2 separate regions of the Sus scrofa genome follow, and region 2 is linked to region 1. The links are chromatin contacts, called in public Hi-C maps. All regions are on one chromosome and are shown on one strand. The core of a region is the stretch at or near the end of the contact, and the rest is flanking DNA. Distances in the headings are between cores, read along the strand shown.

Region 1 (5,366 bases), core at 1,535-4,034:
AGGCTTTGGTACTTCCCAAGTAGGAACAGATCTTCCCCCTCTGCTTCTTTGCTATGTAGCTGCCTAGCTCTCCGGGATGGCCCAGGCAATGTCTGAACGGTCTGGATGTTCCCTTTCTGCTGCCGCAAAGGAGACCCTGGGTCTCCCCTTACTCTCCCAAACCAAGTATGGGAAGGCCATAAGCCTGGGCCAGGGCTTCTGCACGCAAACCTGGGGCTTCAGCCTGTCTCACCTGCAGTCAGGGCTGAAGCGCACCAGGATGGCATGGTCCAGCTCCACATTTGCTCTCATGCTGCGATGCTCCCGCTGCAGGAAATCCTTGGTGCTCCAGATGCGGATGGTACGATCATCTGCACAGGTGGCCAGGTACTTGCCATTGCTGCTAAAGTCCATGCAAGATATGTTCCCATTGTGGCTCTAGGGGAAGGGTTGTAGGAAGTATGAACAGGAACCCCTTGGGCTGATGGAGAAACCCAACCTGCAGTCATGACTCTGGGGCCCTGGTGCTTACATTAACAGCAAGCTGCTCATGAGCTGTGATGAGAAGGGACAGGATGGGGCATCCCCACTGAACTGGTCAGAGGCAGAGGGGTGTGTGGCACGCACAGAACACTACAAAGGAAAGGTCTGTGGGGTATGAGTCTTTGTATACATGTGCTATGCATGAGTACCGATGTACCTTCAAGGCTGCAGCCAGGAGGCGGTGGGTGAAGTTGTGTTGCTGAGGCTTCTCCTTGCGAATCCGCTGTTTCTGCTTCTTGGATTTCAAGGACTTGTCAGGTGGCAATCCATTTGCTTTCTGGCCTATAAGAAAGGGCCATGCCATCCATCCATTCACTCACTCAATAAGCACCTACTGATCACTTATGATTGACCTGGCATTGAATGACCAGATATGGCCCCTGTCCTCAAGAAGAGAGAAGAGCAGGGGAAGAAAAAAAAAAAAAAAAAAAAGAGGCTTCGGAATCAGACCTGGGTTTGGATGGTCTCTACCACGGAGTAGTCTCAAGGAGGCTGCTTGCTGTTAGTGTATGTGAGTGAACTATAATCACATAGCACATCAATGCACATTAGAAAAGGCTCCCTCGGAATTCCCCTTGTGGCTTAGAGGTAACAAACCCAACTAGTATCCATGAGGATGCAGGTCCGACCCCTGGCCTCGCTCGGTGGGTTAAGGATCTGGGGCTGCAACGCAGACATGGCTCAGATCTGGCATTGCTGTGGCGGAGGTTGGCGGCTACAGTTCTGATTCGATCCCTAGCCTGGAAGCTTCCATATGTCACAAGTGCTTTTTAGCCCTAAAAAGCAAAAAGAAAAAGAAAAAAGAAAGGAAGGAAGAAAGGACAGAAGGAAAAAAAGGCTTCCTTTCTGGGCTGACACAGCTCAGTGGGTACAGAGTATGGCCAGTGGAATGCAGATACTTTGCCAGGTATCTCCAAGTAGGGAATAATGTGCCCAATGGAATCTGGTGGCCCTGGTCCTGGGTAAGTTACTTAATTGCTAAGGGCCAAAAGGAAAGTGGAGAACTGGGTGAGATAATCTATACAAAATGACAGGTGGAGTACCCAACACAAGCATGAAAAGGCACAAAGGAATCCCAGGGACGAGAGGTAGCCAACATGGGTTGAGGACCTGCTCTGTGCTGGAAATGGTGCCCGTCGCTTTTGTATAAAATAGCTAATTTAATTGAGAATCAAGCCAGGAGCAAAGCTGGCAGGTGTTAGATCACTCCAGATGCTCCTCAGTTCCTACAGCCAGAAAACTCCTGAGGCCACATACAGAGTCTAATCTGCCCTCTTGCTTGCCTCTCCAGCCTTGTCTACTAAGCCCTCTCCTCTCCCCTCCCACTACCGTCAAATCAAATGCTGTTTCAGGACTCCCTGGCTTCATGCGTATTGCCACTGCAAGAATTTTCTCCCTCTCTTGGTGTCCCGGCAAACTCTGACACGCCTATCCTTCAAGACCCCACCTCACGGGTTCCCTACCTGCTCCCCCACCCCCACCGAAAAAAGGAGGGCCGGCGACTCCCACCCTTGGGCTTCCTGTTTCTAGTACTGACCTTCCTATGAAACCTACCACACTACAATTTTCACTTACATTTTCGGACATTCTTCCTTACCCGACAGGGGACTCCCTAAAGGAAAAGACCCCAAAGCCTACAGAGGCAGTAGGTACTTAGTATACCGGGGAATCAGAGCGTTCACAAACGAATGCCCGCCCCCTCCACCCCTTTTTCATAAAATAACGACCAAGGGGCGCGCTGGAGAGTTTACTAGCGCTCCCGCAGCGGCCCCGGGGAAAAGCTGCGGCTCGGAGGGAAGGCGGCTTGGTCTCGGCCACGAAGACCGCGGCCACGCGGGACCCAGGTTCTAGTAGGTCGTAAGGGCGAGACCAGCCGGGCATGGAGTCGCCTCGTCTCCGGATGCGAAACTCAGGTCACAACAGGAGAAACTGAGGCCCAGGGAGGGGGTGGGTCTCTGGGACCCCCGCAGGCCCAACCTGCAGGTCGGACCCCGAGGAGGCCGGGAGCGAGGTCCCCGCGGGTCGCCCCTACCCGCCCCCGTGCCACTAACCGACGGGCCGGCCGGTCTCTTCCTCTGCGCGCAGCCACCCTCGCGCTACCGCCGCTGTCGCCATCAGGGCCAGCAGCCCGAGTAACAGCGACAGCCCCATCAGCTCCGGCATCTGCGGAAGCTCCATGTTTTCAGGGCCGATGCCACCTCAGCCTCTGGCTTCCCGGGCGCCTGCACGTTTCCGCGGGGCCGCGCGCGCACGCGGGGCGGAGCCTGGCCGTTGGCGCGTCCTGAGGGGCGGGGCGGGATCGCTGAAGCGCCCCGAGGGGCGTGGCCTGAGTTCCCCCCCTCCTTGAGAGGCGGGGCCTGAGCGCTGGGCGTCTAAACCCACTTTTTTTTTTTTTTTTTTTGCTTTTTATTTTTTTTTTTATTTTTTTATTTTTTGTCTTTTGTCTTTTTTTTGTTGTTGTTGTTGTTGTTGTTATTGTTGCTATTTCTTGGGCCGCTCCCGCGGCATATGGAGGTTCCCAGGCTAGGGGTTGAATCGGAGCTGTAGCCACCAGCCTACGCCAGAGCCACAGCAACTCGGGATCCGAGCCGCGTCTGCAACCTACACCACAGCTCACGGCAACGCCGGATCGTTAACCCACTGAGCAAGGGCAGGGACCGAACCCGCAACCTCATGGTTCCTAGTCGGATTCGTTAACCACTGCGCCACAACAGGAACTCCTATTTTTTTTAATTTTTTTAAATTTAAGTTTTTGGTTTTTTAGGGGCCACACCCATGGCATATGAAGGTTCCCAGGCTAGGGGTCGAATTGGAGCTGTAGCCACTGGCTTACACCACAGCCACAGCAAGGACAGAACCAAGAGGGTCTGCGACCACAGCTCACCGCATGATGGGATCCCTAACCCACTGAGAGGCCAGGGATTGAACCTGCGACCTCATGGATACTAGCCAGATTCGTTTCTGCTGCGCCAGGATGGAAACTCCATTAATTTTTTTTTTTTTTTTTTTTTTTTTTTGGCTTTTTAGGGCCACACCTGCTGCACATGGAAGTTTCCAGGCTAGGAGTCCAATAGGAGCTATACCTGCTGGCCTACACCATAGCCACAGCACTCTGGGATCCAAGCCGTGTATGTGACCTACACCACAGCTCACAGCAACACCAGATCCCTGACCAACTGAACAAGGCCAGGGATTGAATTTGCATCTTTATGGATACTAGTTGGGTTCGTTACCACTGAGCCACAAGGGGACCTCCCAGACCCGCTTTGTAAGGGAGTCTGGCTCTTGAGGCTCTGTGACAGTGGAGAATAGCAGGCAAGAGATGCAGACTCTGCTCAAGCGTCCCCTTGAATAATTAGTTATTAAAGGCATTTTTCCAGCCATCATCATGCTGGATTCTTTCAAGGAGGCAAGGGAGTGATTATCACTCCCATTCAACTGGTGGGAAAGTCTTCTTAGTATCAGGAGAAATTCAGATGGACTTTGAATGGAGAGGGGAAAGGGTAGTTCTGCAGTTAGGGGGTGGGACAGCAGGAAGGTGAGCCGGAGGATGGTGTGTGGAGGCAGGACATGAGCAAAATAAAAAGCAGGTAAGACTGGAGAGGTCTGGAAGGCCTGGAGTGTCGTCCGCTCAGTCCAGCAGAGAGAGGCCTCTGCTGGTTATCTCAGGCTGACGTGGCTCAAAATCCATGTATTGAAGATTCTCTGAATGGACTAGTTTGTGCCAAGACCAAAGACAGAAGGAAAACCAAGAGGTGGTTGCAAGGATGCCGGAGGGAGGTGATAAGAGCCTGGACTTGGGGTATTCTGGGAGTAGAAAGGAAGTTGAAAGGAGATTTTTTAACAAGACAGTTTTGTTTTTGTTTTTTTTACCTTTTTTCAGCCACACCCACAGGATGTGAAAGTTCCTGGGCCAGGGATCAAACTCACACCACAGCAATGACAACATGGATCCTTAACCACTGAGCCACCAGGGAATTTCAAGAAGATTCTTTCAATTTTTTTATAACTATCTATATTCATTTACTAATAGATAGAAGACTGTGAGTTCCCATCAGTTGTTTAACAGGAAATATTTCATTTTGGTTTTCTCTGTTTCCATAATTGTATTCTCTACCAATGAGACTCGCTTCTCTAACAATTAGAATCTTGCAAGAAGACACTTTTAATTTTGAAATAATTAGAGATTCACAGGGAGTTGAAAAAAATGAACAGGAACATTCCATGAACCCTTCACCCAGGTTCCCACAGTGGTAACATCTTGCATAACTATATTGCAATATCAAAACCGGGAAATTGGTTTTGATACGATTGATACAATCTACAGAGTTTATTCACCAAAAAAACATTTCACCAAAAAGGAGAGATTCTGAAAGACTAATGATAGAATATGGATCAGACTTGCTTAGCAAGGGAGTCTCCAGCATAGGTGTGCGCCATAGGCCTCCCAGCTCCACAACCCAGAAAAAGTGGAAGTACCAGGGTCAGGGATGCCAAAAGTTCATGGCCACCAGGGAGCCCTTCCTGGCAGTGCAGCCCTCTGGCCTTTAGAAGGACCGGCTGATGACAGACTCACCCACAACCTCGGGTGAGGAAACAGATCCAGTCAGAGAGCAAATGAAGTGGCCTCATTTCCTTCCCTTTTGTCCTTGCTGAGGGAAGAAGGGGAGACTGGCATCGGCTCAGCTGTGGGCAGTGGGGTGGGGAGGGCTGGGAGGGGTTGTCCAGAACATTCTGGGACTTTTCCTCCTCCATTTGCTGTTTAGAAACACTTTGTCCACCACCTAGAGACAAAGCTGTACTTGTAAGAATTTCATTCATCAGGCATTTGGCAGGTGACATTT
Region 2 (5,587 bases), core at 1,817-4,316, 110 kb after region 1:
GGAGGTAGGGTGGGAATGCCGGCCGGGCCTGGGGGGCGGGCAGGGCCAGACGGGCAGAGGCCTGGCCCCTGAACCTGCTCTCCTGCCCCCAGGAGGACATGCAGCAGCTGGTGAGGCAGCGGGTGGAGAGTCAGCTGCAGAGAGAGTCCAGGGGCGGCCTGGGAGAGGGTCTGGGAGCCCCAGTGAACTCTGGAACTGCCAGGACCCCCTGGGTCCGACTCCCCTTGGGTCGATGGGGACACTGGCGGTGAGAGAACTCAGCCCAAGACCTTGGGAAGAGTACGTTTATTCATTAAAGTTTGAGGTCTGAACCCCTCTACATCCTCGTGCCCTCAGTGCCCACCTGAGTCCTTCTGTGCTGGAACAAGGAGCAGCCTGCGGGGCCTTGAAGTTTGGGGTTTCATGTCCCCTCTGGCCGGCAACTTTTAGGCCAGGAAGCTTCGGATGGCAGCCATGAAGTCTTGCGGGCTGTCGCTGTGGACCAAGTGGCCAGCATTAGGCAAGGTCTGCATCTGAGCCCGAGGGAAGAGCCGCCTAATCTCAGGGTGGTGGCTGGGACTGTCCAACGGAGAGAAGGCCGCCAAGAAGGTGTGAAAGTAGGAAGATGGGGCGAGAAGGAGAGAAGCAGAGGCCAAGTGGGGCTAGATGGAGAGCCACGCGAACCCACATGCCCAGTGGGGTTTCCGGGTTCTCAGGCACCCCTGGCCAACCCTCAGGCCCTCCCAGAGGCAGGCTCCCCAGGCTGGGGGGCCAGATAAGTCGGGCACACCACTCCCACCACCCTGCCTGGCTTACAGCACGAATTGAGAGTTTCCACCAATGAGGAAGAGGGCTGGTCCAGAGTAGGATTCTTGCCGTGGTGGGAAGTTCAAGATTTTGTCCCAGTGCTGGGACAAAGCGTCCAAGTTCACTCTCCACACGAAGTGCCCATCCACCTCCACCAGGTTGGTAAGAAGGAACTGCCGTACGCTTATGCTCTGTGGGGGTTCAGTAGTTGTGTTGGGGGGGACTGTGAGGCGTGGGGCTGCCCCTCCTCCTTTGACAGGTCCCAGCCCACAGTGCCATTCAGGAGCGGGGGTGCATTACCTGGATGACAGAGCTGAGCTTCTCACTGGCCAGTTTCCGGGCACTGGAGAGGGATGCCCCATTCGGGAGGTCTATGGCCTTCATGGCTGCTACGTAGTTCGGAAAGTTCGAGCTGGATGTGCTCTCCACTGGGCTAATGTCCACGGCAATCAGGCGCTCCACCAGCTCTGGCTGCAGGAGAAAATGAGATGGGGACCCTAGGGCAGGCACAGTGGGTTTCAGGCATAGTTTCTTTTTTTTGGTCTTTTTTTTGCTATTTCTTGGGCCGCTCCCGCGGCATATGGAGGTTTCCAGGCTAGGGGTGGAATCGGAGCTGCAGCCACTGGCCTACGCCAGAGCCACAGCAACGCTGGATCCGAGCTGCATCTGCCACCTCCACCACAGCTCACGGCAACACTGGATCATTAACCCACTGAGCAAGGGCAGGGACCGAACCCGCAACCTCATGGTTCCTAGTCAGATTCGTTAACCACTGCGCCACGACGGGAACTCCAGGCATAGTTTCTGAGTCCTGAACTTGGCTGTCCAAGGCTCCTTGGAGTCCCGGGTTGCCTGTTGGGTGCTCAGGGCCCGCAATGGATGAGAGAAAGACAGGGATGGCTCACCCTTTGAAGTGCCAGCAGCATGGCTGTCTTGCCTCCCATGCTGTGGCCAATGAGGACGCAGGGCACTAGGCCCAGCTGGGGCAGGAGGTCCTGCAGATCCTGGCTCATGGCCTCGTAGCTCATGTCTGGGCTGTGGGGGCTGTCGCCATGGTTTCGAGCATCCACTGTCAGCACCTGGGGAGCAGGTGAGATGGGGACAGCAATGGCATGTACATTCCGGGCATAACCTAAAGCCTGGCAGGCCTGCAGGCTGAGGGAGATGGAGAGCCTGGGGGGAGATCCAGAAGAGGAAAAAGGGCCCAGGTGATGAGAGGACTCAGTTCTCGGACCTTGGAGGTTCAGATGAAGAACCAGGAGCCACTCTGCCAGAAGGCCCAAGGAGTGTGACCACGTCTCTGGAGGTCTGGCCTAGCTGGGTAGCAACTACAGAGAAAGCAGAATTTGCAATAGTTGGAGCACAGAAGAACGGGTTGCTGATAAGAGCTGGTGAGCCCCCTGTCATCCTTGGGGAATAAGCAGGGTCTGGCCCTCTTGGGGGTAAGGTGTTGGCACTTAGGCATGGGACGGCAGAGCCTAGCTCAAGGTGGAGCACTCAGGCATCCAAAACACGAATGAAGGAATGGATGGGTGAAAGCACAAGGGAATGTATGGGGTTCATCTATGGCCTAGGTCTGCCTGCCCTGCGGGCTCCATACTTAGAAGGACAACCTTTTCTTTCATTTCCGCTCAGAGACCTGCCTCTACCGGCGCTGGGGACAGAGAAGCGGGCCTCTAGTCGCCTCCTCTAGGGCCCCGCCCACCAAGGCCCGCCTCTCTCCGGGCCCGCCTCTGGAAGCTTACCCTCCTGCCAGTCTGCTGGGCTAGGGCCTTGGCGATGGAGCTGAAGTTGGCTTTGCTTCCAAAGAGCCCATGCAAAAAGACGAGGGGCGGGCGGGCTACCTCCCCGTCCAAAAGCTTGTAGGAAAGCGGCACCGGCCTGACGGAAGGAACAAGGATGAGCGGAGGGTCTGAGCCAGCTGGGAAAGCCGCTTAGGGAGCGGCCTCGGGAGGGGGCGGGCCCAAGCAGAGGAAAAGGAACCACCTGGGCCGGAATGGAGGGGGAGGGGCGAAGGAAGGCCTCCCACCCCGGCGCCCTTGACTGACCTCGGCTCTGTGCCGCCTTGGCTGCTGCTGAGTGCAACAGGCACTCTGGAGAAGCTGGGACTGGAGGGGCCGATCCCCCTATGGGGGAGCCTCCAGGCGCGGGCGCAGCGGAGCATCCCCGGGATCGGAGACCTGGCGCGAACCTCGTGCTGTTCGCTAGCCACGCCTTGCGTCTTTAGGCGGGCCCCCGCCCAGTTCCGACTGGAGCTCCACCCTCTCCCCCGCCCCCCAAGGCGGAACGCCCCTCCGTCGCCACGTTTCCTTACGTAATTCCAGAGAACTGTCGGTCTCTCCCAGCTCCGCCCCTTGCGCCAGTACGTACGCCTGCGGGCATTTTCCCCCACAGGAGAGCACCGCCCTGGCCACGTCCCGGGCGGAGCCACCCAGTACTTTGGCCCCGCCCCCACAATGCTCCGCCAGGCCCCGCCCCGTACAGAATCCTTGTGGGGAATCGGGGCTTGCGGTTTGGGAGTTAGGTCCCAGGTGCTCTTGAAGACCGGAGTTTGGGCGTGAACTCAAGGTGGCCGCGGGGCAGATCCTTGACTAGCATAGGAGGTCCTGCCTGGGCCCGCTGCCGGCCCCACACCTGGCTTGTTCCTTTGCCCTCACGCGCCGCCTTGGGTGGGTCCCTTATTTTCTGTGCCGCTGGCGGGCGCGGGCGAGAGGCGCCAGGAGTGGCTCCCGTCGTCGAGGCGCCAGCTAGGAGGCGCCGTGCTTCACAGCCAGGGGCTCAGGCAGGCCAGACAGAGCACCTCTTACCAATCCTGACTCTAGAAAAGAGCTAGGAGGGACTCTAGAGGTGATCTCCAACCTCACACCCCCGCCTGCCCCGCCCTTTACAGATGGGGAAGTGGAGGCAAATGACTTTTACGAGAGGCAGAACTGGAACCTCTGGACTTCGAGTCAAAGTGGGAGGCCAGGTGTTCGTACTAGAGAGGACATTTGCCGCACTGAGCCGAAATGGTTCAGATACGCTCACCCCCGCCCACCGTTTACCAGCAGAGAAATAAACACGCCTCCCACCCCATTAGCACGTCTGCTGGCTGGTCACCTCCTTTTGGAACTCTGACGGGCTGCCATTTTCTTTTTTTTCTTTTTTTTTATATATATAAAATGATTTTTTTTTCGTTATAGCTGGTTTACAGTGGTTGTTCGTTTTGCTTTTGAGGGCCACACCCGGGGCATATGGAAGTTCCCAGGCTAGGGGTGGAATTGGAGCTGCAGCTGCCGGCCACAGCCACAGCCATAGCATTGCTGGATCCGAGCTGCGTCCGCGGCCTATATTCCACGGCTCATGGCAACCTGAGACCCTTAACCCACTGAGCGAGGCCAGGGATGGAACCGGCATCCTCTTGGATCCTAGTCGTGTTCGTTAGCCGCTGAGCCACGAAGGGAACGCCCCTGGTTGCCATTTTCTCTCCTCAGTCTGGGGATGGGGTAGCAGTGGCGACATTGCCTTCTACCTAGGCTGGTTCCCACCGCAGTCCAGCCTTCGGCAGTTGCAGGAGTAGCTGCTCTTTCTACAGCATTCTTCTGCTCAGAAACCATCAGGGACTTCCCATCTGTAAAGTTGAGAGTTGAAACTTCACAGCACCCCAGGCTTGCTCCTGTCTGATCTTACCTGTCTATCCACCCATGCTCCCCATTCTCTCGATAGCTCACCAGGCACCCTGATTACTACGCTGAACACCTTGCTTTAGGTCTTTACACCCAGCACTGCCCCTTGCTGGGATGCTGTGTCCACCTTCCAGAAAGCTAGTTGCCCAAGTCCTCCACATCTTTTAAGGCCCTGGATAACTGCTTCCACTTTCCTTAAGCCTTCCCAGATTCCCCCAGTTGAAACTAATCTCTCCCACCCCTTGTTCTCAAAGCATATGTTAGAGTCTATTGTATAATATTACAGAACTGGCTTTTTTTTTGGTCTTTTTAGGGCCACACCCATGGCATATGGAGGTTCCCAGGCTAGGGGTCCAATCAGAGCTACAGCTGCCGGCCTACTCCACAGCCAGAGCCACGCAGAATCTGAGCTGCATCTGTGGTCTACACCACAGCTCACAGCAATGCTAACCCACTGAATGAGGCCATGAATTGAACCCGCAACCTCATCGTTCCTAGTCGGATTCGTTTCTGCTTCGCCATGACAGGAACTCCAGAACTGGCTTTCTATGTGTCCACCATAGTCTGGGGGCTCCTAGAGGACCTGGGTCATGTTTTGCTCATCTGGTGCAAAGGGCAATAGTCATTTTACAGAAAGACAATGGAGAGATTCGGGCACGAGCTGAGGCTTAGGTATAGATTCAGCTGGTAGCTGGACCAGTGGGTCACACTGCCTTCTCCCCCACCTCCTTAGGACAGGCCTGATGGAGTCAGTACAGCACCCTGACTCCATGACCTAATAAATGCCTTCCCTAATGAAGTGGCCCCGTCTTGAGCCAGCTTGGTGATGGACAGGTGTTTTGTTCTAATCTGAGGAGGGTTTTGAGGTCACTGGAGACTAAACACACCAAGTGGTGTGATCATTTACTGCCAGCATACTCATTACGGGAATGATGAGAACATCTGAGCCCTAGATGGGGACGGGTCCAAGGTTTGGGAGGGGTCTTTGGAGGAGATCGAGCAGGATGTTTTGCTAGAATCCGTGGATGGAGGGGAAAAGGGTTGATGTCCTGTTGGTGATTCAGAAGAATAGCATTTCAGAGATGGTTTCAAGTGGGCCCCCATCCCACCCCAGCCTACTATCTGAGAAACCTGAA

What was found. Hi-C and Micro-C count contacts between places; a contact is called where the count stands out from the background.
Region 2: a contact with region 1 is called in a Hi-C map of alveolar macrophages, with 3 times the contacts expected there. A contact is called at or near these places in 8 of 47 Hi-C or Micro-C datasets (alveolar macrophages, embryonic fibroblasts, epiblast stem cells and 4 more) and 1 of 2 datasets of targeted methods (skeletal muscle).

Annotation. Positions count from the first base shown.
Region 1 is chr3:10,889,649-10,895,014 of Sscrofa11.1, forward strand. TBL2 (transducin beta-like protein 2) reads right to left here and starts at 2,785. Exons shown (of 12, transcript XR_002342318.1): 1 at 2,574-2,785; 2 at 680-804; 3 at 233-417.
Region 2 is chr3:11,000,723-11,006,309 of Sscrofa11.1, forward strand. ABHD11 (protein ABHD11) reads right to left here and starts at 3,067. Exons shown (of 6, transcript XM_005661982.3): 1 at 2,835-3,067; 2 at 2,532-2,667; 3 at 1,692-1,865; 4 at 1,087-1,257; 5 at 796-977; 6 at 271-558. The coding sequence starts at 2,950. The coding sequence ends at 426. LOC106509660 reads left to right here. Exons shown (of 6, transcript XM_013995547.2): 5 at 1-4; 6 at 93-928. The coding sequence ends at 251.